Linked DNA regions of Mus musculus: all the other regions are linked to region 4. Evidence: chromatin contacts called from public HiCAR-type, HiChIP or PLAC-seq and promoter capture Hi-C data. All regions are on one chromosome and are shown on one strand. The core of a region is the stretch at or near the end of the contact, and the rest is flanking DNA. Distances in the headings are between cores, read along the strand shown. Region 1 overlaps Astn2 (astrotactin 2). Region 2 overlaps Astn2 (astrotactin 2). Region 3 overlaps Astn2 (astrotactin 2). Region 4 holds the start of Astn2 (astrotactin 2). Region 5 holds the start of Trim32 (tripartite motif-containing 32). Region 6 overlaps Astn2 (astrotactin 2). Region 7 overlaps Astn2 (astrotactin 2).

Evidence for each region. Promoter capture Hi-C pulls out the DNA fragments that hold promoters and counts their contacts. HiCAR-type assays count read pairs that join an accessible place to other places. HiChIP or PLAC-seq counts read pairs in DNA pulled down with a chosen protein or histone mark.
Region 1: a contact with region 4 is called in an H3K27ac HiChIP or PLAC-seq map of SST interneurons, with 7 times the contacts expected there. The contact joins the enhancer-like site here to the promoter of Astn2 in region 4. A contact is called at or near these places in 7 of 39 promoter capture datasets (the 3T3-L1 cell line, 3T3-L1-derived adipocytes, cranial neural crest and 4 more), 3 of 484 Hi-C or Micro-C datasets (cerebellar granule neurons, frontal cortex and uterus), 7 of 115 datasets of contacts at active chromatin or transcription factors (SST interneurons, astrocytes, embryonic basal ganglia and 4 more) and 1 of 9 other capture datasets (pancreatic islet).
Region 2: a contact with region 4 is called in an H3K27ac HiChIP or PLAC-seq map of SST interneurons, with 5 times the contacts expected there. The contact joins the enhancer-like site here to the promoter of Astn2 in region 4. A contact is called at or near these places in 5 of 39 promoter capture datasets (cranial neural crest, hippocampal neurons, liver and 2 more), 5 of 484 Hi-C or Micro-C datasets (cerebellar granule neurons, cerebral cortex, cortical neurons and 1 more), 9 of 115 datasets of contacts at active chromatin or transcription factors (SST interneurons, craniofacial prominence, embryonic forebrain and 6 more) and 1 of 9 other capture datasets (liver).
Region 3: a contact with region 4 is called in an H3K27ac HiChIP or PLAC-seq map of cardiomyocytes, with 7 times the contacts expected there. The contact joins the enhancer-like site here to the promoter of Astn2 in region 4. A contact is called at or near these places in 4 of 39 promoter capture datasets (cranial neural crest, liver, maxillary cranial neural crest and 1 more), 2 of 484 Hi-C or Micro-C datasets (cerebellum and cortical neurons), 10 of 115 datasets of contacts at active chromatin or transcription factors (SST interneurons, cardiomyocytes, craniofacial prominence and 7 more) and 1 of 9 other capture datasets (embryonic stem cells).
Region 5: a HiCAR-type map of astrocytes shows a contact between it and region 4, with 6 times the contacts expected there. The contact joins the promoter of Trim32 here to the promoter of Astn2 in region 4. A contact is called at or near these places in 5 of 39 promoter capture datasets (cranial neural crest, hippocampal neurons, liver and 2 more), 3 of 484 Hi-C or Micro-C datasets (cerebellar granule neurons, cerebellum and cerebral cortex) and 7 of 115 datasets of contacts at active chromatin or transcription factors (SST interneurons, astrocytes, embryonic forebrain and 4 more).
Region 6: a promoter capture Hi-C map of trophoblast stem cells shows a contact between it and region 4, with 5 times the contacts expected there. The contact joins the enhancer-like site here to the promoter of Astn2 in region 4. A contact is called at or near these places in 10 of 39 promoter capture datasets (the 3T3-L1 cell line, cranial neural crest, embryonic stem cells and 6 more), 1 of 484 Hi-C or Micro-C datasets (nephron progenitors) and 10 of 115 datasets of contacts at active chromatin or transcription factors (SST interneurons, craniofacial prominence, embryonic basal ganglia and 7 more).
Region 7: a contact with region 4 is called in a promoter capture Hi-C map of embryonic stem cells, with 5 times the contacts expected there. The contact joins the enhancer-like site here to the promoter of Astn2 in region 4. A contact is called at or near these places in 16 of 39 promoter capture datasets (the 3T3-L1 cell line, 3T3-L1-derived adipocytes, the C10 cell line and 10 more), 4 of 484 Hi-C or Micro-C datasets (ECoMG myeloid progenitors, brain, nephron progenitors and 1 more), 13 of 115 datasets of contacts at active chromatin or transcription factors (VIP interneurons, craniofacial prominence, embryonic basal ganglia and 8 more) and 1 of 9 other capture datasets (embryonic stem cells).

What each region holds. Positions count from the first base shown.
Region 1 is chr4:65,716,638-65,720,455 of GRCm38.p6, reverse strand. The region is part of intron 13 of Astn2 (astrotactin 2); the gene reads left to right. Among named protein-coding and RNA genes, the nearest start is that of Gm31533, 91 kb to the right of the region's middle. Within about 2 kb of position 2,330, at least 3 of the 459 cell types and tissues checked have an H3K27ac peak or open chromatin away from gene starts, as enhancers often do. A contact at or near this core is called in SST interneurons, where this site is marked.
Region 2 is chr4:65,765,662-65,769,607 of GRCm38.p6, reverse strand. The region is part of intron 11 of Astn2 (astrotactin 2); the gene reads left to right. Among named protein-coding and RNA genes, the nearest start is that of Gm31533, 140 kb to the right of the region's middle. Within about 2 kb of position 1,452, at least 10 of the 459 cell types and tissues checked have an H3K27ac peak or open chromatin away from gene starts, as enhancers often do. A contact at or near this core is called in SST interneurons, where this site is marked.
Region 3 is chr4:65,812,131-65,816,008 of GRCm38.p6, reverse strand. The region is part of intron 10 of Astn2 (astrotactin 2); the gene reads left to right. Among named protein-coding and RNA genes, the nearest start is that of Gm31533, 190 kb to the right of the region's middle. Within about 2 kb of position 2,013, at least 6 of the 459 cell types and tissues checked have an H3K27ac peak or open chromatin away from gene starts, as enhancers often do. A contact at or near this core is called in cardiomyocytes, where this site is marked.
Region 4 is chr4:66,402,439-66,406,534 of GRCm38.p6, reverse strand. It overlaps Astn2 (astrotactin 2), which reads left to right and starts at 2,052. Exons shown (of 23, transcript NM_207109.2): 1 at 2,052-2,652. The coding sequence starts at 2,175.
Region 5 is chr4:65,602,199-65,606,448 of GRCm38.p6, reverse strand. It overlaps Trim32 (tripartite motif-containing 32), which reads right to left and starts at 1,463. Exons shown (of 2, transcript NM_053084.2): 1 at 1,380-1,463. All of the region lies in intron 16 of Astn2 (astrotactin 2), which reads left to right.
Region 6 is chr4:65,632,947-65,637,056 of GRCm38.p6, reverse strand. The region is part of intron 16 of Astn2 (astrotactin 2); the gene reads left to right. It overlaps Gm31533 (a long non-coding RNA gene), which reads right to left. Exons shown (of 3, transcript XR_881358.3): 3 at 2,257-2,687. Among named protein-coding and RNA genes, the nearest start is that of Gm31533, 7.1 kb to the right of the region's middle. Within about 2 kb of position 1,821, at least 1 of the 459 cell types and tissues checked has an H3K27ac peak or open chromatin away from gene starts, as enhancers often do. A contact at or near this core is called in trophoblast stem cells, where this site is marked.
Region 7 is chr4:65,677,487-65,681,644 of GRCm38.p6, reverse strand. All of the region lies in intron 13 of Astn2 (astrotactin 2), which reads left to right. Among named protein-coding and RNA genes, the nearest start is that of Gm31533, 52 kb to the right of the region's middle. Within about 2 kb of position 1,369, at least 16 of the 459 cell types and tissues checked have an H3K27ac peak or open chromatin away from gene starts, as enhancers often do. A contact at or near this core is called in brain, embryonic basal ganglia, embryonic stem cells and 1 more, where this site is marked.

The sequences.
Region 1 (3,818 bases), core at 1,081-3,580, 690 kb after region 4:
TTTCATATTTTAAACACTATTGATTTAACTGGGGAAAATATAAAATTAAAAGCTGGTACAGATACCTCTTGGTGTGTGTGTGTGTGTGTGTGTGTGTGTGTGTGCTCACACATGCATCTCTGCATGTGTGTGTGCATGCACACGCGGACACACATGAAGGTAAAAGAGGAAGCAAGGAATTGCAATCCATTAAAAAATAAGACTCTCTAATCTTCCCCCATATATAGTAAAAGAAGAAGGAGATCTAATTTAATTTAACTTCAAGTTTTCTTCTTGATGCACGTATCTCTCACTATACCAAACACGGTCATTTCATGAGAAAACCAAGCTGCACATAGTACATTGTAAATGTTCTCAACTAACCAAGAAATTCATCTACAATCAGTAAAAGGTACTAAAACATCAAAACCAACAAGGTCTATTACACACCAACATACAGTTCCCTCCCCCGCTTAGTTTTCTTTTAGATTTTCTGGCTTCAAAATCCCTGACTCTGTACTTTTTCTAGGAGGGGCATGCCTCTCTGAATCATTGAGACATCTGAAGCAGAGACAATTTTTGAAGAAGTGCAATTTCATTACACTCGAATGAAGGCAGTAACTCAGTCTGGTCTAAGCACTCAGAAGTAAAAGTCCATAGGGAACCTACAGAACAGATAAGGATAGATTGTAATTAGCACAGTAATTGTAATTAGCAGAGCAATTGTAATTAGCACAGTGATTGTTTGTTCATAATGGGTGCTTCCAAAGTGACTCCAGGCAGTTTGTTCTCCTAAGTATCTTCTGCCATTCCCCCTATGATCTTGTTTACATTGCTAATGCACTAATATGCTTAGCCATCTCTTTTATAAATAAACACTTCAAAGGTATGAGCCAGCCCACCCCCTGGCCAATCACTGTGCATCTTTAGTTAATGGTGTCCACTGTGCTGAAATGTTTATAATATTTGCTTTGTGCTAAGGCAATGTTGGTTCTTACTCTTAGAAGACCTCATGCCTTGGCAGTAATTTGTTATTGTTTTTTTAATTGTGAGATGGAATAGGACAATACAAAGCATCGCTTGGGCTCAGAGATTCCATCTCCACTTATTCCCACTTCAATGTGTCCTGAATACCTGTTACATATCGGGCCACATTAAGCACTTGGAATGACAGGAGGAAGATGATAATTAAAGGTTTTGTTCTCACCTACACGAATTACTCACTGCCCAAGCTCGCTTTGCATTGTGCTATGGTCATGATGGAAGTTTGTCTGGAGACTAAGGAATCATTCTGCAACCCCATAAAACCCCATCTTGGTTGTGAGAGAACACAGCTGGGAAGACTTCCTGAAAATAGATGTGAGCAAGGCCTGGAAGATTCTGAAACTTTGAAAAAATGTTCCAGGTATATAACAGAACAAAGAGCCTAAAGATAAGAATATCAGGCAAGTAAGTTAAAAAGAGCGACGGGACAGTGCTGGAGACATTGTTCAAAGGTACAGTTTGTGCTAAGCATGAACAAGGTCCTGGACCTATCTCGATTAAGGAGGGGAAGGGTAGTGGGGATGGTGGTGGTGGTGGTGATGGTGGAGACAGTGATGTTGGTGGTGGCAGGAAGTTGCTATTGTACAGCGAGACAGAGGATAGCCAATCAACCACAAAGTTATTTAAGTACTGTTCTAAGGGTACTGTTACTAGTTATAAGGCTGAATATGATCTAATACCATGTCTGAGCCTTAATTTGCTTACCATTAAATGAGAGGACATGACAGGAGGAGGTTATCCAAAAAAAGTAGTTAAAATGCTCTGTAAAGATGTAAAAATATTAACAATATTTTCTTAACATAAATTCAAGGACCTGTGAGGTCCAGCTTATTCAGAACTCTTGTGCTATGGTATGCATTCTGTCAGATTTGAGATTACATGAGATCTGAATTTATTGGTATTACTTCCTTTATACTCCTTCAAGAGAGATGGAAAAAGTCTATTCTAAGCTCACATTAATAAGCCTACATATGCATATTTAGAAAATTAATTTTCAGGGAAATATTTCCATTTCAGGGAGACATTCTGAATAGAAATGCATTTAGTAACAATTCCTGTGAAAGATACAATCACAGTGCATTGGATGAGAATTAATGCAGAGACCTCCGAGGGCAGTGACTAGGGTTTATGTATGAATAATTACTATTCATGATAATCCTGTGGAACTCCTCAAAGGGGGCTTTGAGGAGTCCAAAATGAACATTCATTTTTATGTCATATGAGATTCTCAGTGGAGTTGTCGTGGGCAGTTAATTAGCAGGCACATGGCAAGAGCCAAAGCTGTAGGCTTTGGAATTGCCCAGGGCTGGTGAATTCAGCTGCTAACTTGTGGCTGAGTCAGCCAGTCACTCTCTCATCCTCTCAAGAGGTCTGTGTGACCTTGGAGCTTCTTGAGCTATATTCAGATGTTTTCTAGAGTAGGAGGAAAGGAGCCTTGATGAAGGAACTGGTCCTTGCTGCCTTATTATAACTCAAAAAAAGAGACCTTCAAACATTATCCTTATAAGTCTCTACTAATTCCCTAACCATTTTCATACTTTTTGCAGACTCGACCATTGGGAACTGTAAGCCCAAAGGCCTCTACATCTCTGTTTACAAAGAAGTGAGAACATAGCCAGAAAATTAAGCAAAATTGCAATAATTTTTCCTTCAGTTTTGTAATACAACCCATAAATATTTGTCAGATGCATATTATGTTCAAAATTTAGGGATTCAAGTTGAACAAGACTTAGAATCTAAAGCTGTAGTGAAAAGAAAAATGATATATTGTTTTGATGTATCTTCTAAGTATATGTTTTAAATACCCCCCATCATTAATTCATACCCATCTAGCAGAGTTAAAATTAGGTTGCCATTCTCCCCATGAGTACTAAGAGATAATTACTATTAATTTTGTTGAATAGAATTAAACATTTAAGGGCCACGATTGATGTGATATTTAAGATGTCTTTAATAATTTCTGCCACCATTGAAAAAGTGATACAAGTACATTTACTAATGTCAGGTCACAGATGAAAAAACTCTAGACTCAGTGAGGTCTGAAGATACAGACACACACACATACACATACACACACACACAGAGAATGATAAAACCAAGCTCCATAACAGATCCATCACCACACAGGTTTATTATCTTACATGCACTGAGAATACTAACAAGAGCCTTTGAAGGAATCAGGAAATGACTCAGCTAGTAAAGAGCTTGGATCCCCAACACCCATACAAAAAGCTGAGTAAAAAGAATCTATAATCCTAGCCCTAGAAATCCAGAGACAAGATGATCTAAGAAGTTGCTTGCCAGCCAGTCTAGCTGAAATGGTAAGATTCAGTGAGAGACCTTTTCTCAAAACAATATGGTGCAGAACAATAAAAGAAGACCCTCCAATGTCACCTTCTGTCCTCCCCATACCTGTCCTCACCCAGACTTACACACGCACACATCATACACACAAAAGAGCCTTTATAAACAATTTTTTAAAAATATAAAGTTCACTTTTGTCGCTATGTGTAATAATTGAGATTTTGTGTCCCTTGACCAATTCCTTACATTTCCTGCCCTTTGCACTATTGTGTTTTCCTCCACGGGTTTGATTTTAGGATCATGAGTTAGAACATGTAGTTTTATCTTTCTTTATCTAGCTAATTACACTGAATATCAATTCTTACAGCTTCAGAAAAGGTTATTTTTAAAATAGCCATACTTATGTAAATTGTTGGATTAATAGATAAATCAAAATATGAAGAACGCTCATACATTCTGTGCTGTTTCCCTTGATATATTTGCATAGTATA
Region 2 (3,946 bases), core at 203-2,702, 640 kb after region 4:
ATGGTAACCATTTCTGAATTCCTTCGTCTTTAAAAACTATTAACAAACCAGATGTTGTGATGTGCACCTTAAACAACTTGCTTAGATACAAGGTTGTGCTAAGTAGTCCAGGATGGATGCCAGACTGATCCCAAATTTACCATCCTCTTAGCTCTTTGTCGCCAGAGTGCTGGGATTGCAGCACTCTGTGTGATGCTATGCCTTGTTTGCTAAAAACTTATCCTTTTAAGGATGATGAAAGAATGGTAGGCTCAGGGGAGAATATTTAAAATGTTCAGAGGGGAAATAACAGCACACCCTTTGTCATGTCCTCCAGGAATTATCTTTAACAATTTAATGTTTTCCCTGAGTTTTTCTTATATATGTTTAGATACTTTACTGTGAGATATACAAGCTGTAGAAAAATGGATGAAGCATCCTTTACAGTTTTATCAATACTAATTAAGGAAAATGCTCAAACCACCTCCCAAGTCAAGGAGGAGAATATTGCCTGTATCTGAGAACCCATGGTCCTCTTTCACTTCCCATTTTATTCCTTTCTCTTATCTAAAAGCAAGAATGGATTTAACTTGTATACGAGATGTGATCCTGTATGTTTATCAGAATTTCAACATCAGGCGGACATTACCACAGCACTTTTCATTTTAGTTTAGGCTTATGTTGGTAAAATCTTCAACATAAAGCACATCTCACCAAGCAAAATTAAAAAAAAAAAAAGATTTTACCTATAGCCAAAGAAAAATAAATGGTCACATATCTACTCTATGGTTTTATTCACACTTTAAAGCTCTATAGTCAGAACTCAAGTATTTCCTATGTGTGAGAAGAAGTTCTGATTTCTTCAATTAGAGGAATGAACCACGTTCTGACCTTCAAAGAGCTCATATTTGTTTGCATAGTCAATAAGCAATGCTCTGGGTGCTATCCTGAGTTAATAACTGGATACTTTGCAAACTGAGATGAACACCCCTCTTTCAAAGAATCCCCTGTGATGCAGGCTCCTCCTGGGCTGCTGCTTCTCTCCTCTCAATCTTTGCCACATACATAAGCATATTTCTTTCCTAGATTGAAAGAAAAAGGCTTTTTCTGAGACCCCCTTTTAAAAATGCTACATCTTGAGTTTGTCCTTGGTGGAGGGAAGACTTTCTTTTAAGCAGGAAATAATATAGGGAGAAAGAAAAAGTCTCTTTAGCCAATTTTAAGTGTGACCTTAGATGTTTGAATCCAAGCATTTGCAAAATTGGGTTGCCCTCCCCCTCTGGAACGTAGAACTAAGCACTTTGCTTATCTTATGTAAGGATGTGGGGTATGGTTTTTCAACTCAACGACTTCAAACACTGTTAGTGAAGGCTGCTCTGCACATGTTGTTGTGGTTTGAGACCTTGGTTCCAACCTACACATGACTACTGCTGCAGCTGTTGACTTCAGACAATGATGCATTCGGTCTCACATGTTAAACTACTCACTCTGGGTTGCTGGAAGTGCTGAGTGGCTCACTCAAGCCTGTATTTCTGTCCTTCCAATACTACCATGAAGAAAAAAGATGAAGCAGGATGGGAGGCAGGCCCTGGAATAAAGATCTTAGGTCCTGGCCTGGAGCCAACTTGACAAATATCTTTTCATGGATATCAGAATAAACACTTGATTCTCATTGCCTATGAGTCACCTTCTTCTACCCATTTCAGTTCCTGGAATGCAGGATTGGTGATTCGCTTCTTTTCTGATTCTCTCATATTCATATATATATATATATATATATATATATATATATATATATGTTGGATTTATATCTGTATGGCATCTGTCTCCATTTAGTGATGAGACTTTTTTCTTCCCTTTTTTAAAAATTGCTCTCTGCGACAAAAAAAAAATAAAATATGCAAAGCATCCAAAATTACACTCAACATAAGCTGAATAAATATATACCCACAGAAGCATATGTTCAATGGCTGCCACTCTATGCTTTTCAAAGCCAACTAGCTTATAAAATCGTTTCTCACTCAGAGTCTGGGCGATCAATGAGAAGGTACAGTGTGAGGACACAGCCTTGAGCTGCAAATTGAGTTTTTAGTTACAAAAGATGGAGAAGGGAAATGAGCCAGTAAAACGTGGCAGGCCTAAAATGGTTCATCTCTGCAGCTTTAATGAGGGCCTGGTCTGACCCCTGATTAAGCAGCTCATAGCTAGGCACCATAGTGAAAGGGAAGAGCTTTGCAGTCAAATTGCATGGGTTCAAATCTTGCTTCTGCTCCTTGACTTTATAAAATTAGAGAAGCTGCTTTCAACTTGAATCCCAGTGTATAAAAAAGAAATCCTGCTAGTATTCCTTGGTGACATTGTGTACCGACATAATACCTATCTACTCTCTTCTAGTCTTCAAAGTAGTTCTCCCTCCATTTCAGTGTTTGTATGTAAACCTTGAGACATATTCTTTTACAGCTTGAATTCCCTGCTAGGTAGCCAAGTGTGGCCTTTAACTTCTGCTCTTCCTGTTTATAACTCTGACGTGTTGAGACTACAGATACATACCACCATGCCTGATTTATATGGTACTGGAATCAAATTCATGACGTTCTGCCTGCTAGATGAACATTTCTCTGGAAAGCTACATTTGCCCCTCCCATGCCCTGCTTTTCTTTGAGAACTCACCATCCTCCTACTTGAACTCACCATCCTGTTGCCTTGGTATCTCAAGTAGTAGGATTATAGGTGTGTGCAATGATGCCTGGCCAAAGTGTCTGTGGCTAGGTCGATATGTTGACAAGCTTTTCCTAGCATCATCAGGGTGGGGGCTGAGTAGAGGAAAGATCTATTTATGACTAGAAGATTTGGACTTTTAGTCCATCTCCAAACCTCCAAAAAGGACAGAGGGAATGAAGGCAAGTTGATCTCCAGTGACCAGTAATTCAGCTCTGATAGTGACATAAGCACTTCTGGGAGTTTCTGAAAACATAGAGCTTCTTGTAGACTGAGGTAGCCTGAGAAAAATGGATGCTCTATATGTTCTCTGATATACCTTTCCTTATATGTCTCTTCTGGTGTTTTGTAAGTATATCCTATGTAATAAACCAGTCACCATGGTTCTTATGAGCTATCCAGTTGATGAGTCAAACCTGAGAAAAGTTATGGGAATCCCCATTTACAGCTAGCTGGTGATAAATGTGGGTGGAGCCATCAGGGGTTGACATCTGAGGAGAGGCCAGCTTTGTATTGCAAACCTCAACCTGCTGGGTCCAGTGCAGTCCCCAGTAGAGTGTGGCAGAACTGGATGGAACAAGAGGACACCCAGTTGGAGTTCCCCCAAGAAGCCACCACAAGATCAGTTGCTGATGGAGAGAAATCCGGTGATACAAGATTGCTGGGAGTTCTGGTCTCACCTGTTCTTGTTTTGTGTTTGTTGGTTTTGCTTTTTAATTATTATCTTTAAAGGGAGTTGTTTCAGAGAGAATAGCTAAAAGGATCCCGGGGCAGTGAATTATACCACCTACCACCTTTGTGACCATCTCTACACTTCATGTTCACTGTCTGTCAAGTGGGCATGATCATAATGTTAATCACCTAGAGCTGCTATGAGAAAGAAATTGCTATCAGAAAATCCACTGTTTAAAATGGGAGTTGGTGCTATGACAGTCACCCAGTGTCACTCTAAGCCATTTTCCCTAGGTGGCCTCTTACATACATGTCTGTAGCTTGTATACCTTGTCAGAATGACCTTGGTTCTGTGTTAATGACAGTGAAAAACAGGGCTTCTATGAAACAAAATAAATATAGACTTGTGTAGCATGAACCCAGAAGAAGTTGTCTCTCCTGTCCCTGCCTAACTTTCCCTTCTTTGGAACTGGTAGATAACAGTGCACCTTTTTCTGACAATTGAGAAGATGGGGGTACTATTTGCTTATCTTACTGGTCTGACAAAATATCTGACAAATGCTGTTTAAGGAACAAA
Region 3 (3,878 bases), core at 764-3,263, 590 kb after region 4:
GAATAATACACAATAACTACAGCAATTTCTTTCCTGCTGGGTATATGAGATGCTTCCATGTTTTATACTTGTGTGTGGGTGCATGCGTGTATATTGGTACACATATACAAACGTACTTGTGCATGTAGAGGGGTCCAAGGAGATCCAAGGTGTTTTTCTCAGTCACTTTCCACTTTATTTATTAAGGCAGGCATTCTTGTTTAGCAGGGAGCCCACAGTTTCCATTTAGTCTAGCTAGCCATCTTCCTGATTCTACCCTCCCAATTTCTGGGGTAGCAGGCTACCAATACACCTGCTTGGCTTTTACATGCATTGCTAAACCCAGGCCCCTCAAGCTTGCTACCCACTTAACCATCTTCTGAATGCAGATTGTTTCTATTTTGAAACTCATTATAAACACCACTGTGACGGACATCTATGTATTCATTTTTACCTGCGCTGCTCATTTTTCCTCCAGAATTTATAACTATAATCACTTGGTCAAAATGTAAGACCAAATTTCAGGAGTCTTGGTGCATTAGGCAAGATAGTTTTCCATAACTTTTGGCAAATTATTACCCCAGAGATGTAGAATAAAAATATAGCATTTCACTAGACCCCATCAGGGATGAGAATTATCATGTGACAAAACGATTCTCCTACTTGATGGATGAAAACCAATAGCATCTTGTCAAGGAGATGCAGACTAAGATATAGGCAAGCTTTTAGAGATCAATTTGCTTCAAGGTTCTTATTTCCCCAATGCCACTTTCTTTAAACCCCAGTCTTGTTTGCCATTCATTACACTGGCTTGAATAGAATGGCTGCCTTCCATCCTTGATCCTCTGTACTTTCCCTACTTTTCTTCCTTTAGTCCTTATCTTTCTCAACCCCCCACACACACTCAGTACCATCACAGTTTTTATTAAAGTAATGCAGTCAGTTTAAGTAAATACATGCATGCATACAGTTTCATTTCAAGCATAAAGATACTGTTGACACCTTTCTTAATCTATCTACCACCACCCATCATCTTCTTTTTCTGAGCCTCTGTGAACATTCTCTGACATATTTTCCCACATTTTTCCTACACTTAACAACCTCATTGGCTTTGTTCTATCCAGAAACTACAGTCTTATGCATATCTGTATTGCTGGCAGTTCATGGGATAGAGCAAGAACAATAGGTATTTAAGAAATAATACTTTATAATGATGCTTGGAATGGTGGGTGGATAGATGGATGAGTGAGTAAATAGGTGGAAATTTGGATAATTATTCTATTAAGTCTAAATAAGTTAACAGTTATCATCTGAGACTTTGAATACATAACAGTCTTATTGATGATCAATGCACAGATACCTGGTGATTTTCACCACATAAAAATTACTGAGTCATCTACAGATAACCCTGACGCTTTGGTATAGACAGAGCACTTATTTAGCAAACGAATGAGCTAACTAGTGTTTAATTACCATATCTTACTATCTAGTATTTTATTGTTCAAACAACTAACATATGCGCAGCTTTTCCCTGCCTGCGATCTCTATTTGATTGAATAAAGTAATTCTTTCAGGTGGAGGTGACATGTATTTCACATAAGCTGAGTCTTTTGAGACTCTGGGCTTTCTCATAACCTGTCAACACCATGCAGACAGCTGCCACCCTGCTGGGAACTGAGAAGAGCAGTAAAAGGGAATTTGTACTGGCCAGACACTCAATCTGTGCCTGGCAGGCATCACATGTGGTATTTTCAGCCACTTCTCTCATTTGTGTTTTCATGCCAGTCCTGTGGGTCTGTACTCAAATCTCCTTTGATAAATAAGAAAATCAGGGTCAAGAAGACCAAGGGACACAGCAAAGTCCAAATCAGATTCCTCTGCTTAGGATGCTCAGTGCTTTCAAGTGCTATGAGTGTTCTTTTTGCATGTGCCCTTCTTTTATGGGTTCCAAGGACACTTGGAATGTTATGCCTTCCCCACACTACTGTGCTATTTAAGTTAACTGAGCTCTTTGCTTTGCAGTTGTGTGGCAAAAGGTTTCCTGCTCTGTAGGTCTTGTCTCCACAATGGACTTATGTGTCTTTCAGCCTCAGTGTCTACCACTCTCCTCCAGAACCAACTTCCACCACCACCAGTCAGTGCAAGCTCTGGTCAATAACCCAGAAACCTCAGGATCTAATTTAAGGAAGCCATTTTCTCCCTCATGGACTGCATTACTATTCTCTGGAATATATATAGCAGGACAAGGGATGATTCTGACAACCCAGTAAAATGATTCATGTGACAACCATTTGAGAATGATACAACCCTCCACACATGTAAGGGATTGTGTGAACTGAGTGATGTGCTTCTAGATGCTAACTTAAGACTTTATCTCAAGTGGGTCTGCCCTGGCTCATTTCTACTTATTTATAACAGTGCCTTTCTGTCTGAACACAAGCTATGTGAGGACATAATCTATCTCTACACAAGTGCACATGCTAAGAGCTCAGCCTGTTATTTAAAAGATACTCCACAAAGGTGAATCGAATAAAGAATGAATGTGGGGATGAGCTATGATAACAAGAGTCAGGGAAGCCTTTCCCCCAGGACATTCTCTTTGAAACCTTCCAGTTTCTCACTTGGGGGAGCCAGTGTCTTCTAGCAACCCAGAAAGTTACTATACTCTCCAGGATCTACCAGGGAGAGGATGACTGATGAAGGCATCCCTGGATCTGCTTTCCAAGGGAGACCAAGCGACATCCAAAGCAACAATCTGAAGGAACATTAAGTCAAGTCTTAGTTTCAGACTTGGAAAAACTGAGTCCTAGAAACCCAAAGATACTTATTCATAATCACCATGAGTGCATAACCAAATACAAGTCTCTGAATATTCAAGCAATCAATTGGCCTGCTCAAAGAGGAGTTAGAGTCTACACTGGGCTATAGAATTCCAAGGCTATCCATGTTGTCATCCTTTATCTCATCTAGGGCTTTAGCCACCTCTCTTTTTGGCTCTTGGTATAATTTCTTCCATTGCATCCATGAAATCATCACCACAATCAAGATAAAAAGCATATAAATCTCCACCAGATTTCTGAGTGTTTCCTATGATTTGTTTCATAGTAAAAAAACAATGTGAGATCTATCATTATAAGAAAGGAAAACCTCCATGTACAATACACCATTACTAATTTTGTTCTCCCCATGGTAGAGCAGACCTCTAGATTTCAGTCATGCCTGCAGCATAAACAGCTTTTCATTGCATGGAGTCATAAAGATTCAACACGAATATTCCCTTTTTTCTTATATTCCACATACTCTACATTAATGCAAGTCCCACAAGGGGAGGTATCAATATAGGGGGGGAGGGCTTTAGATTTAAAAAGATCTATGGGCTTATTTAAAGAGAATTTTAAAGGAAATGTGGGGGCAGTCCTCTCATGAATTAACTTTTTATTCATTTATTTCATTATTTGTTTACCCATCCATTTACTTACTATACAGAGAGAAATTTTTGATATCTCATGGTGCATGTCACTGAGCTGAATCCCAGAGAGATATTTTTTTCCTGTCACACTAGTGGGATAATCAGGTATAATGTCCCTCCATCACCCTTCTACTCTGGACCCAACTACACCTTTCTCTCTTCTTGAGAAGAGGGAAACACGTCTCTGACTTCTATGGGGTGTGCTGTCAGCAGTGGAGTTGAATCATGAACATTCAACCTGGAATGAGTTAAAACTGATAACAGGGTGGCATGGAAGTGGCTGCCCTCAGCTTTGGACTTACACAAATCTTACTCTTTTCTATCTCTTTTCCTGTCCTCCATTTCTTGAAATATGGCTTTACTATATGATCAAGACTGGCCTAGAATTCACTATGTAGCTCTGGCTGCTCTCAGACTTACAATCTTGCCC
Region 4 (4,096 bases), core at 803-3,302:
GGTCCATGAAGGACTTCCACAGACTCTGCCTTACATAAGGGAGCCCTTTTTTTCCTAGTGTGCACTTCTATAAATGGACTATGTCAGCATATTTGAAGAAAGGGGCATAGAGAATCAGAAAGCCCCATGGCAGAGGATAGTGGCGGATTGTAAGGGTACAAAGGAGAGACTGAAGGCAGCAGGGCAACATATCTGGAGGAGTAAATGTACTGGAGCCGGCATCAGAGAGGCAGGAGATCATTTCAAATCAGAGGACCTGAAAAGCTAGATGTCACCACCACCACCACCCCCCAACACACATCGAGGGTTCACAGATAAGTAAGTGGAGTTTGGGAGCTGCATTTTTCAAACTCAGTAGCCCCAGAGGACTCAGTCCCCAAGGTCACTGAGGGCAGTTCAATTTCATAGAAATAGGTAAGGCTTAGAGGTTGAGAGTTTGAATCTTGGTTTTTAGCCAAGTGACCTTGGAAAGTTTCTTCACTTTCCTGACATACTGATCCCAGGTTGTTTTTTTTTTTCCAAACAAACAAACAAAAAAAAAACGGGAAAGTGCACACCACCCTCATGGGGTTATAATTATGTATAAAACTCACGTATGCACATGTCTAAAACCTAGAGAAGTGCACAGACCTATATTTTCCCTGTGTTTTTAGATATCTGACTTTTTCCAAAAGCTTCAAAATAGTTTCAAAAAGTGGTGAAGGGAAAAATGAAAGAGTAGTGTGAAAGGGAAGAGGCAGAAAGGAAAAGTTAGGGGGAAAACAAAACAAAACAGCCAATGGTAAGACTACAGTAAGGAACAGACAGCCAAGCTCCACAGAGGAGGGAAATGGCTCATAAATTATAGTGAGGAAGCTTTTGTAAGATTAAAGTCAACGCAGGGAAGAAGGAAATGAGTGCAGAGATGAAAGACAGAGCAAAAGAGGTAAGAAGATGAAGAAAAGTTTTACTAGGCAAAGGAGAGTGTGCAGGTCCATTCTCACAGAGGTGATGTTTCCCTTTCAGTATAGGTCTGATGTATCTAGGTTAGAAACTGGAATCAGCCCAAGGCCACAGGGTATTCTAAGACCCAGATTTAAGGTTAAACTTGAATCTCCAGGGAAATATGTGTGTGTGTGTGTGTGTGTGTGTGTGTGTGTGTGTGTGTGTGTGTGTGCCATGAGCAGAGTTGATGAGTGAACAGCCCTCTCCTGTGGGAACTGGGAAACGACCCAAAGCCTAGGATGCCAGGAAAGGTCCCTTCCTAGTGCCCTTTTCAGGAATTTCTTACTGAGATTGGAAGCTGCCAAGTAAAGCTGCTCCAAACTTGGAGCAGGGAGGCAGAGTAAAAGTGCCTGAGTGGGCTGCCTGGCAGGGCCAGCATGGAGGCAGCTAAGGGCCAGAACAGCCCAGCTGGAGTCAACTGGTGGGGAACATATTAGAGGTCAAAGTCCCAAGCTTATGTGTGCACTAGCCTTCAAGGCTGCAACCCAGACCTGGATGGAGAAATGACGTGTGGTCCTCCTGGTAGTGAGATTTCAGACAAGTGGTTGGGGAGGATTTCCTGATGCCTCTGGGAACTTATTTCAGAAGATAGAACAGGGTAGAAGATTGAAGAGACTGATTCTTGAGATTGATGTGGGGAGGAGAAAGTTGTCTTGGCTGTCCAGAGGAGCACTCAACTCCCAGGAAGGCCTGGCCTTGGTCAAGGCTTGGCGACAGTGCTTTCCCGGGTGTACTGCAGCTTGAGCCAAGGGTGGGATGAAGCTAAGGTAGTTGATTTGACTTAAGAGAGATTGGAGGAGACGCAAGAGGGGCCCCTAAGTGTAAAGAATTTTAGAGAGAGATGTTGGAGCTGAAGAACCCTGTGCAGGAGGCTTTAGGGGAAACCTAAGAAAGGGGAGGGAGCTACTGGGACCTGTACGAAGCCGGGCGGAGCCTCCGAAAAGCTCAGGGTCCGCCAGGGGAGCGGGCGAAGGGGGGGCCGGCGGCGGGGCGCGGGGAGGCGGCGCGGGGGGGCGGTCCAGGGCTGATCGGGAGGCGGAGCCCCGAGCTGGGGGCTGCTGGCTAGTGGCTCTCTAGGCTCCTTAGCTCGGGCGTCCTGGTTCGCTTCAGTGTCCGCTGTCTCCACCGCTGCTTCTTCTTCCTTCTTCTTCACGGTCGCCACCGCCCGCAGCACCGCAGCCCCTCCTGCCATGGCCGCCGCCGGCGCCCGGCGCAGCCCGGGCCGCGGCTTGGGGCTTCGGGGGCGGCCGAGGCTCGGCTTCCACCCGGGGCCGCCGCCGCCACCGCCGCCGCCGCTGCTGTTGCTGTTTCTGCTCCTGCTGCCGCCGCCGCCGTTGCTGGCCGGCGCCACGGCCGCCGCCGCCTCGCGGGAGCCCGACAGCCCATGCCGGCTCAAGACCGTCACCGTATCCACGCTGCCCGCTCTGCGGGAAAGCGACATCGGCTGGAGCGGTGCCCGCACCGGGGCCGCGGCCGGGGCTGGGGCCGGGACCGGAGCCGGGGCCGGAGCTGCTGCTGCTGCCGCCTCCGCCGCGTCCCCGGGCTCCGCGGGTTCAGCCGGCACAGCCGCGGAGTCTCGTCTCCTTCTCTTTGTGCGTAATGAGCTCCCCGGGCGCATCGCGGTACAAGATGACCTGGACAACACTGAGCTGCCCTTCTTCACCCTGGGTAAGGGTAGGCGCCGCACACGCGGAGTCCCAAGAAACCCAGAACCCCTAAGTGATACCGGACGGGTGGGGGCGCCCTGGGAATCCCCGCTCCAGGCTGCCCCATCAGGGTTGGCAAAGGGCAGCCCAGGGGCCCGGAGGGCGCACAGGTGGTTGTAAAGAAGTGTGGGGCAGGAGGTCCTGGAGCGCGCGCTCTGGGAGCCCGGGGGCGTGCCAAGGATCCCGCAGCGGGGACCTGGCTCTCAGTTTTGCAATCAATTCTCTGAGCTCCGCCCCTTGCATCTAGGACGCAGAAGACCCCAAGTCTCTCGGTGTGCTCTGACCAGGTACTGGGCAAGGAAGACCCTTGCTCTGAAGCCAGTTCATGGTCATGCTGCGCACTGCTCTTCTGGACAGCTCCAGTTGTCTGCCCCCTCTGTCTAGTCTCGAGTTGTGGATCCTCCCCTTCAAGACCGGTTTTCTTAGGATCAATTCAGACTAGCTACGTGAACAAGGAAAGACCCAGTCCTCAAAAGCTTTCCCTTCTCATGGTCTTGGTGACCTTGGCTAAGTCTCTTACCCTCTGAGCTTCGGTTTTTGGCTTTCCTTAAATTGGGGCTGGAATCGATTGAGTCGATATTTGAGGACTGAGGTTCTGAGCCCAAGATCTCTACTTTTAGATTCTCCCTCCGTCCCCGCTATCCCTATCACCTTCTCTTTTCTCCATTACTCCTAGTCGTGCGTAGGCTTGTCATTGCTGTTCACTTACTGGGCTAAGAAAAAGGACCGAAGAGGAAACTGATGGGGGTAGGGGGCTCAAATAGTAAAGTTAATCAGAAAGTTCGCCAGCAGCTTGCCGCCTGCTGATTCCCAGCGCGAATTCCGGAGGAGTCGGCCCTTCCGTGGAGCTGTGGGAAGCGCGGCTGATTTCCCACCCGGGTAATTGATAGCTTAATTATCTCAGAGAGCGTTTACAAAAATGTTGTTCCCCTTAGCTCTCCCGCGCTCGCTGTTCGCTCGCTCTCCCCTCCCCTCTTGGGGGCGCGGGGCCGGATTGGTTGTCGGAGTCAGGCCAACAACAGTGCGGGAGAGGCGCCAAGGGCTCGCGTGGAGACGCTTCTGCAGGATCCTTGTTTTGGGAGGGATCTGAATCTTGTTCTAGTGTCGCGAAGTGGCGGGCTTTAGTGGTTGGCATACTTAGGAGCCAACCTGGAAGCTCCGTATTAACTCTTTGCTCTCCGGAAAAGACTTTCAGATTAATGGACTAGACTTCACTCTTCTGGGAGCCCTGATGGTTTTTGTATTTGCTAATGCCTCCCTCCTTTCCCTTTCCTTTACGCATTTGAGCCAGCAGCCAACCTAACCACTAGGTTTGGAGGCACCATGCTTTTCTGACTGGTTGTTACATGAGTATGTGGAGCTTTCTAGTGGAGGCAAAGCAGGAAAACTACTGGTGGGTTCCCGGG
Region 5 (4,250 bases), core at 214-2,713, 800 kb after region 4:
CCCAGAACCATTGTCTCTGTGAGCTATAATGGACCTCCTATAAGATAATATTAGGTTGAAGATCATTTTGGCTCATACCTTGGACAGGGAAAAGGCTAGGTAGCAGAAGCCCTTAGGTAGTTCACTGCTTCTTCCCCAAGGCCTATAATATCGGGTCTGTGATGAGGAGGTGGGGGTGGTCAGAGTGGGTATAGTCAGAATACATGCCTGCCTCAGGATTAAAGGGCCTTTAGTTAGTAAGTGAGGAAGAATCTGCCCTTCAAAGAATGTCAAACTCTCCTTCAGGATTTCTGAAGACTGGTGTCTTTATTCCCAAACCCTTACATTCTCCTAAATTCCATTCATTTATACATAGTTTATTTATAAATTACTTTCAGGTCCCTGGGTCTCCAGAAGACCCTCTGGGTTCAGTTATGCCAAGACCAAAACAAAAACAAAAACAAACAAAAACCTCCTAAGAACCTACTCACAAATTTCATTTGGTTTTGAATTCTATAATCTAGTTACAGCATTCACTCCCCACCATTCATTCTCCACAAACCTCATTCTCAACGCTAAATCCCAAATCTATCATTCAACCTTTTAGACTGTATGCTGCAGCCTTGCAATTCACCAATAGCTCTTATGTGTCCCTCATCCCTCCAATACATCCTTTAATCTATTTTCAAATTCCCACATCTATCACCCCTGTATGCCATCTCCAAACTCCAATCCTGTACCTCAGATTTCTGCCCTCCTTCAATCTGATCGCTCATCTGCCCATCATCCCCATCTTGTACTGGGCCACCTCCAACCCCCGCCCCCCACCTCCGCCCCCGTCCTGCCTCACGTGTTGCCTTCAAACCTTTGCTGCGATTTTCTAACTGGGTACTGATTCCCTCGGGAACTCACCCCTCAGTCTTTCCCAGATTCCGCTACAGAAATCCCTTTCTCTTCAGCAATTAGGATCTTCCAAGACCTTGGCTGTTTTGATCTCAGATCTTGCTATCATTACACCGATCTCCTCAAAGCCCCTAAGATTCTGCCCGCCAACACCCAACCTCATCCAGGCCTGCCAAATTCCTTTATGCTTTCTGATATTCTGCACCCAGATACCTCCAGGGACGTCAGATCCTCCCATCTCCCACATGCTGCACCCCGTCTCTCCGCATGGCCCCCACATTACCTCATACCTCCCGACATGCTGCAACTGCAAATTTCCTCAGCCCCTTTGCTCCCCTCCCCCAGCTGCATCTCATCTCCGCCGAATCGCTCCTGAGCCCGTCCCTTCCGAATCCGATCCTGCCACTCCGATCCAGTCCCCAAATCCTGCCATTCAATCTTGGATCCCCGCGACCCACCACAGTCCCTGGTCGCAGACCCTCCTTCCCGCCCCCTACCTGACCGCCCGCAGCTCCGACGCGAGTCCACCGCTGCCAGCCCACCCGCCCGCTGCCTTCTGCGCATGCGCTAGCACGTCCTTCCCATGGCAGTCGCCAATTCGTACAGTCGCCTGCCCGTCAACTTGCCCCGCCTCCCGAGGCATGCTGGGGCTTGTAGGTCTGTGGGCTCAGCGCCCGCGGCCCAGCTGAATAGATAGGGATGGCTCCGGAAACCTAGGCCATTGCAGCTTTCTGCCCCGTTTCAGAGTCTAAACATGGTTAGTCAATGCTAATCCCCCAGTAGTAGTCTCCAGAAAGTTCGGGCACTTTGCAGACAGACGCCTCTTTGAAGAAGACAAGCACACTCCCTTCAAAGAGCTGCAGGTCCCCGGGCTAGGTGTTTCTGCCTGTGACACATCCCAAAGTGGAGTCACTGAACACATGCCCCTTAGGAAAGACGTTTTCTTTGCCAAACAGCGCAGAGGCGGATAGCAGAGGGAGAAACAGGGAAAAGCCTGCATTGAGCCTTGTCAGACGGGAGGTTTTGTGGCCAGGACCTCCTGGTCCTGAAGGTAGTTTGTGGACAGGTAATACCTGCTCCTGAATGCGATAAACACACAGTACTAGTGAGGAATATGAAGGAATCTGAAATATTATGCTCTCATATTTGAAATTCCACCTAGCTGTGTACCCTCTGCACAATGATAAGACAACAAAACAAAAACAGTAATACCTTTAGACACTTTCCGACAGACTACAGACTTTGAAAAGAAGCTGAGACCTAGGGGTTAAAAGGCAAAGTAACCAGTTTCTACCTGTCAGAACCTGGCTTTAATTTCCCAGAATCACTCTTAACTTCATTTTTCTACTTCTTTATCTCAAAATAAAGTTAAGGATTGTTTTGATGAGTTACTAATAACTCAGAAAGGTGGGAAAAGTAAATTTATCCCCTTCCCCCACCTCACTCCCGCCCCTGTCCCACACATCTTGTCCAAGGTTCGGTATACACCTGGCATCGATTTTGATGGAACTCTGAACCAGGCTATTCATTCTCCAACTTGTTTCTCTTCTCAGTGATTCAGGAGTTCTCACATGATTTTATCCCTGGCCGGATTTCCTGATTATACATTCTGAGTACAATTTGATATCTCAGATAATTCTAGAGCCCTGAGCCAACCCAGGCACCCAGAACTCCCAAGGCTTTCCCAGAGAATATGTGACTCAAAGTTCCTTGAAGAAATTATATCTGTGCTGGCAATTCTATGGACTGACCAAATACCTAGAACTGGGAAAGGATAAAACATATTGTAGACACATAGTCAATTTATCTTGGGCTAGCTTTAGTTCTCTTAATGGCCATTTATTAACAACCTATGACTCTGGCCTAACAATCTTCTGACTATAAGGTAAACCATTGGAATGTATAGTTAAAGTTAGAAGACTATGAGCTTCCACTAAGAATGTTATAACATCCGGAAAAGATAAAAGAACTTTCCCTATCTTGCTGTAGCCCATCTACCTGATATCCCCCACAATGCATTTAAGTTAAGACTTAGGAGTTTTTTGTTCTGTGAATATAAATATCCATAGGCCTTTTCCACAGTAGAGTGTGTTATTTGGGATAGATGAGAATCTGTATACAGGCCATGGTTAGTCATATTTGATTCCGAATTTCTTTAGGAGCAAAAAAGAAGAAAAGTACAGCATTTCACTCTCTCTCCCTTTCTGACATCTGAAATTCAGGGGCTCAGGACTGTGGAACTCACTTCGTAACAGGTTGCATTAAAAACTAACTAGGACTTTGTTCCTGTTTGGTTTATTTGAGACAGCATTTTGGTGTATAACCTAGGTTGTCCTGTACCCCCACTATATAGTTGTGCTGGTAAGATTTTGTTGTTGTTGTTGGTTTTATGTTTGTTTGTTTTTTGTTGTTGTTGTTGTTTGTTTTTTTGGGGGGGCTCAACTTCACACAAATCTAGGCACATCCAGGAACCTCACCTGAGTAAAACAAACACCTTCATCAGCTTAGCTTGTAGACAGGTCTGTGGGGCATTTTCTTGACTGATAGTTAACATGGGGAGTAGCATCCCTAGGCAGATGGTGCTGGGAGATAGAAGAGAGGTACCTGATAATAAGCCTGGGGAGCAAGTTAGGAAGCAGCACTCCTGCTTTATCTCTGCTTTAGTTCCTGCCTCCGGGTTTCTGGTCTTCCTGAGTCTCTTCCCTGTCTTCCCTTAACGATGCACTGGCAACAGAATGTAGAAACCAAACAAACCCTGTCCTCTCCAGGTTGCTTTTGACCAAGGTCATCATCACATCAGTAGAGAGCAAATTAGGACAGTGGTCCCCTCTGCCTGTAAACTGTCCATTCTCCTTACCCATTCTCCTAAATGTGAGCATGGCAAACCTGTGTCATTATGCCAATGGGTTTAATTTATTCTTAATTGTCTGACTTAAGATTAGTGTAGCTGCAAAAGGATACAGTGGGATAAGTCAAGTAAGGGTTGGGTATTTTTTTAGTACTTCATAGACACTTACACACCATATCTGACCCTTTCAATAATGCTGTAGGTGGATAAAGAAACCAAATCGCATGTTACAGTTACCTCCCGGAAGCACAGAGCTAGAGTCAAAACCACCCTCCACAAGCAACCCACATTTTATGAGAGGAGCTTTCTTTCTATTTGTTAAGAATTATTATTCAGAATATTCAAAACAGATGAGAGATTATAACGTTAAGTAAAGGAATGTGTGACAGACATGGTTATGATCTCCTGGTGATTGTTTTACTCTTCCTTGAGCAGTTCAGAGCAACGTCACCAGGGGAGAACACCACACACAGCTGCAGCCTCACCACCTTCAGGTTATTTGAGGGAATGGATGAAGAGA
Region 6 (4,110 bases), core at 572-3,071, 770 kb after region 4:
TCATTTCCAGAGCCTCACAATCCTATAGGTGCCATCTGTCCCCAGCCAAGCTCTTCAGTGCCATATGCCCTATGTTCTCTATTGTTCAGTCTTATTACCCTTCTTCAGATGCTAGGGCACTCTGTAGTCCTTTTGACCCTTAGCCTGGTCAGTACCCTGGGTATTGACCTTCATAGGCTAGATCATTTTAGACCACTGAACTTGAGTTATTTTTGCAGGAGACCTTTCAAGAAGAATCAGGCTAAGCTGAGCATCTTCCTTGCACTCACTGAAGGACGTGTACTTGGTACACCTCATCTCAGTATGCAACTTTACATTCGTAGTTTGCGCCTGTCTATAGTACCTCACTGGAAGCTCTGTGAAGGTAGAAATCATTTTGCTTGGTAAATATTTGTGGCATCATACTTAAGCATAGATTAGTGATGTGTATTTAAGGACAAATGAGGATATAAGCCTGGGGGAGTTATATATGTCATCATATCTAAGTCTAAGTGTTCTCTATATTAGTATTTTCTTGGGAAAGGATACATAGCCTTCTTGTGGTCTCAATGAGTCCCTGCCTCTGGAAGAAAGAGGGATGTTCATTCTTGAACTACTGTTCAGAAGAACTTTGTGGATGATTTGAGAATCCTAACTTTCTTGGACTCAGATACACCTGGCTCCTTTATTGCCAAACTGCATGACTTCAGGGCCTACTCTGCTTTCCTCAACTGTAGCATGGGTTAAAATGCTCAGCCTGGACACATTCATCTTTATTTTGGACCAACATAGGATGGAGATCTGGCCAAACACCTCTTTCCCTTTGCCTTGTATTCTGGCTTCTGTACAGATAACTGTAGGGTCAGTCTAGCAATAAAGTATTGTTATTTTTATAGCAAACAAAGAGAGATGGAGGAGGTTAAATAGAAGCTGGACACTTACTTTGCAGCACAGCAGAGGAGAGAGCCCACTTATTTCTTCTCAGAACCATGCAAAGAGGCGATACAGGATGTGCTTCATTAAACACAAATAGGCCCATGAGATTGCTGTTTCCACAAGATAAAATTACCAAAAAAAGCATTTGTTTCCCATTTTAGATTGAGTCCATCTGGAACAGAACACCCTAGTCTTTTTTCTTACGGGTGTATACCCAGAATAATAATCCCTCCTATGCACTCAGCCACAGCGAAACTTACAAGGCACTTTCACACACATCCCTTCATCCACTTTACTCTTCACAACACATCTGTAAGGTAGGCAGCGCTATCTGCATTTCATGCTTAAGGGAACTAAGGCTTAGAAGGGTGAGGTGACTTGTCAATGGTCCACACCAGGGAGCCTGGTGGAGCAAAGATTTGAACCCAAGCAGCTTTAATCACAAAAAGATCAGTGTTCATCCAACTATTTCACAGCAGCCTCAGAGAGCTCTTTAGCTGTTGGTGGGAAACCCAAGGGAACCTTTGCTCATTTGTTCCATTTCTCTTACGGCAGCTGAAAGAAGGGAAGACAGCTAAGACTCAAGGGTTAGCTCTCAGCTTCTGCAGATGTAGAAATAGTCTCCTCACCAGTCCTCCTTGGTACAACTTGCTAAATCTTACTTTAGGGGCAGCATTATGAGGTAAAGTGAGGAAAACCTTAAAAGGTCAGAGTGGGAAGAGACATTAGAAAGCATCTAGCCAGGCCTACATTTCTCTTGGGGCCATTACAATTGCATGGCAATCAGTGCTTTGAGGACTATGTCAAAGAGAGATTTTGGGTTAGGACCCATCTTAGTAGTATAGAATACAGAGATTGCTTCACAATGTCTGCCATAGGAAATAATGACTCATGTGTGATTTCCTTTCTTGTGTATGTTAGCCATTCTCATTCTTCTTCTGGCAAAGTCAAGTTGAGGACAATTTATGCAGGATTAGTCCGCATAGCCACAAAGGAAAAAGCAGTGTGCTAGGGTTTTTTTGTTTGTTTGTTTGTTTTTGTTTTTGTTTTTTTGTCTTAACTACTGTAAAAATTTAAATAAATTTAGACTCCTGGTTGCTAAAACCTCATATAAATTCATAAGCAAACAACAGTAATGTTTTGGCAGACTGTTTATTATGTCATATAATATAGTATGCATGAGTATATGTGTGTGTGTGTATAAGTACATATGTGGATATACTTGCCTGCACATGAACATAATCAAATGTAGGCTATACCATACCTGAAACTCTGAGGACTTATGGGAACTCAGTGAAGGAAACAGTACTTGGTAGAAAGAGTAAGAGATTGACACTATGATAAGCTGGTTATCTTGATTCTATTTAAACTGGAACCAAACCACTTGATTCTATCATAGACCAGGTCCCTGGCATGGTCTGCAGGGTCTAAAAGGCTAAGGTTATTAGACAGGACATCTCTCTATCAGCTATATTTTACCAGGAATATGAAGCTTCCTTGAACAGAATTATGAAGGTTTCGTTCTATACTCTTCACTTTCTCAGTGAGAAAAAAAAAGGTATGAATAAAGAATACATTCGATGACACTTATGTCTTCCTCAGGCAAAAGTTGGCCCGAGATGAGCCCTGACCACTGTTCTCAGGGATGCCACCAAAGCTCTTTTATTTTTCTCTCTGCCTCAGGTGGTGGCTTTTCTTCACTCTCCTTTACTTCCCCAGCATTCTTCAGTAGTATGTTGACTTCCTGATATCTGCCATGCTCCATGTAATAGCTAGGAAAAAACAAAAGGTCGGGTCACAGTCAATCAGGGGAAGCTGACATACAGAATGTCCCAACCTTTTTAATTTTATTCTTTTACTTTATTTATTGGAGACTATAATATAATTGCAAAATTTCTCCCTTTGTTTTCTTCCCTCTAAACACTCCCGTATGTCGCTTCTTGTTATCCTTTAGACATGTACATGCTATGACAGAGGAGGCTAAGGAATGTGTAGAGGCACAGAAGCTTGGGAGCAGAGGTGCATGGCTAAGAGATGGAGCCCTGACTCTGAAAAGGCCTTTGGAGGCATCTCTTTGGATGTCTAAGTGAGCATTTGTCATGAAAACATGTAGAGGAAGGAGATTCTGGGCAAAGTTGAATGTGAGGAAAGGCCCAACGTGTCAGAGTACTGTTTAAACATCCTGAAATCGTTGAGATCTTTGGGTGATCTCAAGGCATGCCTATGGCTTCTCTGATGAACTATTGGGTGTTGCTATGCCTCAAATTACTTAGTACTTAGCGAAGCTGCAATACCTCCATGCAAAGCTGAGAAATGTTACAAATAGAAAGGATTGAATCGGGGCTGGTGAGATGGCTCAGTGGGTAAGAGCACCCGACTGCTCTTCCAAAGGTCCGGAGTTCAAATCACAGCAACCACATGGTGGCTCACAACCATCCGTAACGAGATCTGACTCCCTCTTCTAGAGTGTCTGAAGACAGCTACAGTGTACTTACATATAATATAAATAAATCTTTAAAAAAAGAAAGGATTGAATCACTAGATGATGTAAATGATGTAAAAATAATAGACCAATTGAGGAAGCACCAATGAATAGCTGGAAAAGCACCTCCGTCACACATGGAGGTTGTGAAGATGTCATGGAGTCTGTGATGAGCAATTGGTAGAAACTCAGCATGAATCAGTCAGTGTGCCCCCTCAATAATAACTCATTGCCACCCATACACACACCAGGGTATGTGTGATACATTTGCCCATTGTCAGATACATGACTTGAATCAAGGAATTTTTGTACTCTGAGACTCAGTTTCTGTAATCTTTAAAGTGAGCCTAGTAATGCTTATATTGCATTATTGTTATGAGAATGAGGATCAAATGAAATAATGTTTATAAAGTGACTGTCATTGCACCTGACATATAATAAATGCCAAGGAATGCTAGCTGTTATTATTTTCATTTATTATTGAGATACAATTTATCCAACAATGACCATTCATATTATTGGTTTTCCCAAGCAAAAGGCATCATGGTGTAGCTCTTTCCATTCCTAACTATAGTAGTGACAGATATTTGCCCTTTTTGCATGATACTTATTAAGCCATGGATATTTCGTCCTGGTTAATCTGGGAGCTTTTGAAGTTGAGCTCTGCATGGGAATAGAAGAACGCAGTGTTGTCACACAGTCTGGCCTGGAGC
Region 7 (4,158 bases), core at 120-2,619, 720 kb after region 4:
AGGTGACTAAAGGATTGGAGTTCATCTCTGTTTTCCTTTCACAATACTAAAGATATGTGGTTTTCAGGGCATAGCACATAGATTTTATGGCCAGCCACTCAGATTAGCCCTCTGGGTGGCCCTACTTATTAGAATCAAGGAAGAGCAATGCCCCTGCTTCATTGCAAAGATACAAAAAAAAAAAAAAAAAAAAAAACCTGAAGCACAGAGACTCAATGAACTTCCAGTAAGCTACCATACAATAAGCTACAAAGCCAAGTCCTAAAGACTCTAACTATCTGCCAGTGTCTTCCTCTAGACATCAGCTATAGGACTGAGGGACGTCATGATCAGGCTCAGTATCACTGCTGTACCTTAATTATGGACTGGTGATATGTCCACTCTACCTTAGACCTTATAAGATCTTTTGACTCTAGTCATTGCATTGTTCCTTATTCGACCCCATGAAGGAGAGATTATATGGCTCTCTTCCCCCAGCTTTTAGGGAGCTGGACTGCCCTAGGAAGTCAAAGATCTGGATAAATAGCAAAGCTTCACACCCACTTCTGCATATCTCTTCCCTCCAAGCCTTTCTAAATATTGCTCACCTTTAATTCTAATGCATTCACATCTATCCTCCAAGCGGCAGCCAGAGCCATTTTCTAAAACACAGGGCTTACCCTTGCTCGGAATTCCTCAATAGCTTCCTATTTTGTCCAGAATAAAGGTCAGCATCTTTAGGTTGGTGGATGCTCTCCTTAGAAATGAACTCAAGTCCATCTTTCACGTACCTTCTGTCACTGTTCCAGCCCTTTCTTTGCTTGCTAACACATACTTCTACAACAGCTGCTGGTAATAAATCCATTGCCTTCTTCCAGTTACCAGCCTTTGTAAATGCTGTTTTGTCTACCTGGAATGCTCTTCCAATTTGACATCCTAAAATACTGATTTATTCTTGATTGATACCAAAAATCTGTCACCTTCTCAGTAATTCTTCTTTGACCATCTCCTCCAAAATCTAAGTGGCCTATGCTTCTTTGCCTTTCTCTATCTATACCCCTTTCAATATCAGACCAGACTGTGTGCTTGTCTCCTTAAGGGTAATATAGTATATATCTTGTTATATGCCGCAGACCCTCTGCGTCCCTTTGTCTGCGTGGACGGGTCTCTGGGTGATGATGGGCAAGAAGTCGGCGGGAAAGACAGACAGATGCACACAGGAGATTGTGTAGAATCTGAATGTAAGTTGTCAAGTCGAGCATCAAACTTTTTATACAGAAGAATAACAAGAAACCAGGCGAGATACATTCACCAAGTTACAGTGGCACAATACAAAAGGAATGTATACATCAAAAGAAGGTGGGGGACCAGGTCCTGCCACTAAGAAGGGAGCCAGGTGTAAAGCTAGTCTATTGTTAAGCCCACCACCAAGGGTTCTGCACTAACAGACCTTCTCATGAATACTGCAATACCACAACCCCCCTATTTCCTGGACCCTGATAATTTCTTGTAACTTTTAAGTATCTGTGGAGAATCTCCATTTGTCAAAAGAATTCACCAACTTGCTTCTAGCCTGCACTGAAGATTTCTATCTCAGTGGGATTCCCTGGCTCTTTCATGGTATTCCCTTGTTTGTGTGAGTTTGGCTACTGTCCTTAGTAAATACTCTGCAGACCAGCCCTGAGCTGCTGTCTTTTGTAATGCTTAATTAGTTACTGAATAGGTAACTTCCTTACTGCATTCCTACAGGATTCCAAGCTCGTCAGCTTCTGGAACATTGGAACACTGGTGGGAGGCTTAACTATATCAGAATTCAATCTTAAAGGGCACTTATAATAAAATAATACTAAAAGAGAGCACGTGGATCCATACACCAGACTAACGCGGGGATAGGGTATGATAGGGTATGAGTATATAGGTTAATAAGAACGCCAAAACTCCAGGAGGTGATTTTCCATGAAACTCTTTGCCTCGAGAGTGCTTCCAGGCCTCTCGGCCTGCCAAGCAAACTTCACTGGAGTGTGTGTAGCAGTTATACATATGATATGAAATAATAAAATGTATATATTAATGAACTGGGTTCTTGGAGACAAGCAAAAATAACAAACAAAACAAAATGCAAAAGATACCCATGTGGTCCTTGATTCAGGCCTGGTCCACAACAGGATCCTGTACTTGTTTCCTGAATTGACAAGTAGACGTATGAGGGATGGATATGAATAGACTGGCTGGTAGTCCACAAATTCCGCCAGGACTATAAGATTACACCAGCCATGAAGGATTGGTTAGACATGGAGCAAGTTGACAGTTACAAGATCCCCAATGTGTCACAGACTGGAGACTCCAACCTCAGCTTCCATCTTCCAGCTACTCTGCCAGGCTCCCAGAACAGCTCCTCTTCCTTAAAACTGCTGAGAATCGTGCTTCCCCACCCCCACATCTTCCCTTCCTCCCCCACCCCGGGAGAGTAGGTTTGGTGTTCCTACAGATGTTTGTATTCTCTGCAGCTGATGAAAATATTCATTATCTTGTTAGCTGTGCTGCAGAAGGAAGTGCCGATTTGCATTTTCCCAGCTAATCAGAGTGGCACAAGTAGAGCCTGTCACCCGGGCTTGTTCCCCTCCACCCCCACTGCTTCAGCATGTGGTAAAAGGATTCTCCACCTTACAGACACTGCCTCTCTCTCCTCTCCATTTCCGAGGCTCCAGTCTAGAAGGAACTAAAAAGGAAAGCAATGGGGGCCCAGTCTCTCGGAACACACTGCTGGCTTGCCTCACAGAGAAGGATTTCTGCCCGTGCCCCTTGCTCACGATCCTCCTATGGCTCCCACCTCTCAGGTTTGAGCCACTCAGCCTGACTTACTTCTCCTTAGGTTAAGGTTGTGCATGTATCTGATGCTTTACCTTTCCCCAAATGCCTTTGAACGCCTTTAATTCTAGCCATACACAGTACTACCCTGCCACCAGAGGCTGCTTCCAGAAACTGTCCCCAATCTTCCTCACTGAGTAAAAGCAGTCACGGCCAGTATGTTTCAGTCAGAGAGTGGTCTTGTTTTAGAGAATTTTAAGGCTTTATAATGAGGCTGTACCTTGCAGGCATGGCCTACATTTTCTCTGTACATACCAAAAGATCCGGGCCCATGAAGTGTGTGCACACTAGTTGAACCAAAGTGTTTTATTTGGATGAGATCTTAAACCATCCTCAATACCCTTCACAAGTATTCAGAGAAGTCTCAGGTCTCACAGTCTGTGTCTTTTCTGTCTTAAGAAGAAATTTGTCCAAGAGATGATCAAGTGACAGGCAGACATTTAAATTCCTGACCCAAAGTGGGTCAGCCACCATCCCTGTCATTCCATGTTTACAGTTAGACATTTGCATGTATCAGGTGCCATGGTGGCTCATGAGACAGCTGAGATCTTTGCCCTTCTAGCTCATCTTCTGGAAAGAGATGGAGGTGTGGACAAGGTCAGGGGAAATCAACATGTGTTTTCCATAGTAGTGAGTGAATGAAGCAAATAAAGCAGGCTAAGGAACTGGACACATGTGCACTACTTCAGATGATGACGTGCACATACTCAGCTTGCCTTGAATCCACACCACATGAGTCAATTATTAAGAATACAATGTGGAAATGGGACCTCATAAAATTGCAGAGCTTCTGCAAGGCAAAAGACACCGTCAATAAGACAAAAAGACCACCAACAGATTGGGAAAGGATCTTTACCTATCCCAAATCAGATAGGGGACTAATATCCAATATATATAAAGAACGCAAGAAGGTGGACTCCAGAAAATAAAATAACCCCATTAAAAATGGGGCTCAGAACTAAACAAAGAATTCTCACCTGAGGAATACCGAATGGCAGAGAAGCACCTGAAAAAAATGTTCAACATCCTTAATCATCAGGGAAATGCAAATCAAAACAACCCTGAGATTCCACCTCACACCAGTCAGAATGGCTAAGATCAAAAATTCAGGTGACAGCAGATGCTGGTGAGGATGTGGAGAAAGAGGAACACTCCTCCATTGTTGGTGGGATTGCAAGTTTGTACAACCACTCTGGAAATCAGTCTGGCGGTTCCTCAGAAAATTGGACATAGTACTACTGGAGGATCCAGCAATACCTCTCCTGGGCATAACATCCAGAAGATGTTCCAACCGGTAAGAAGGACACATGC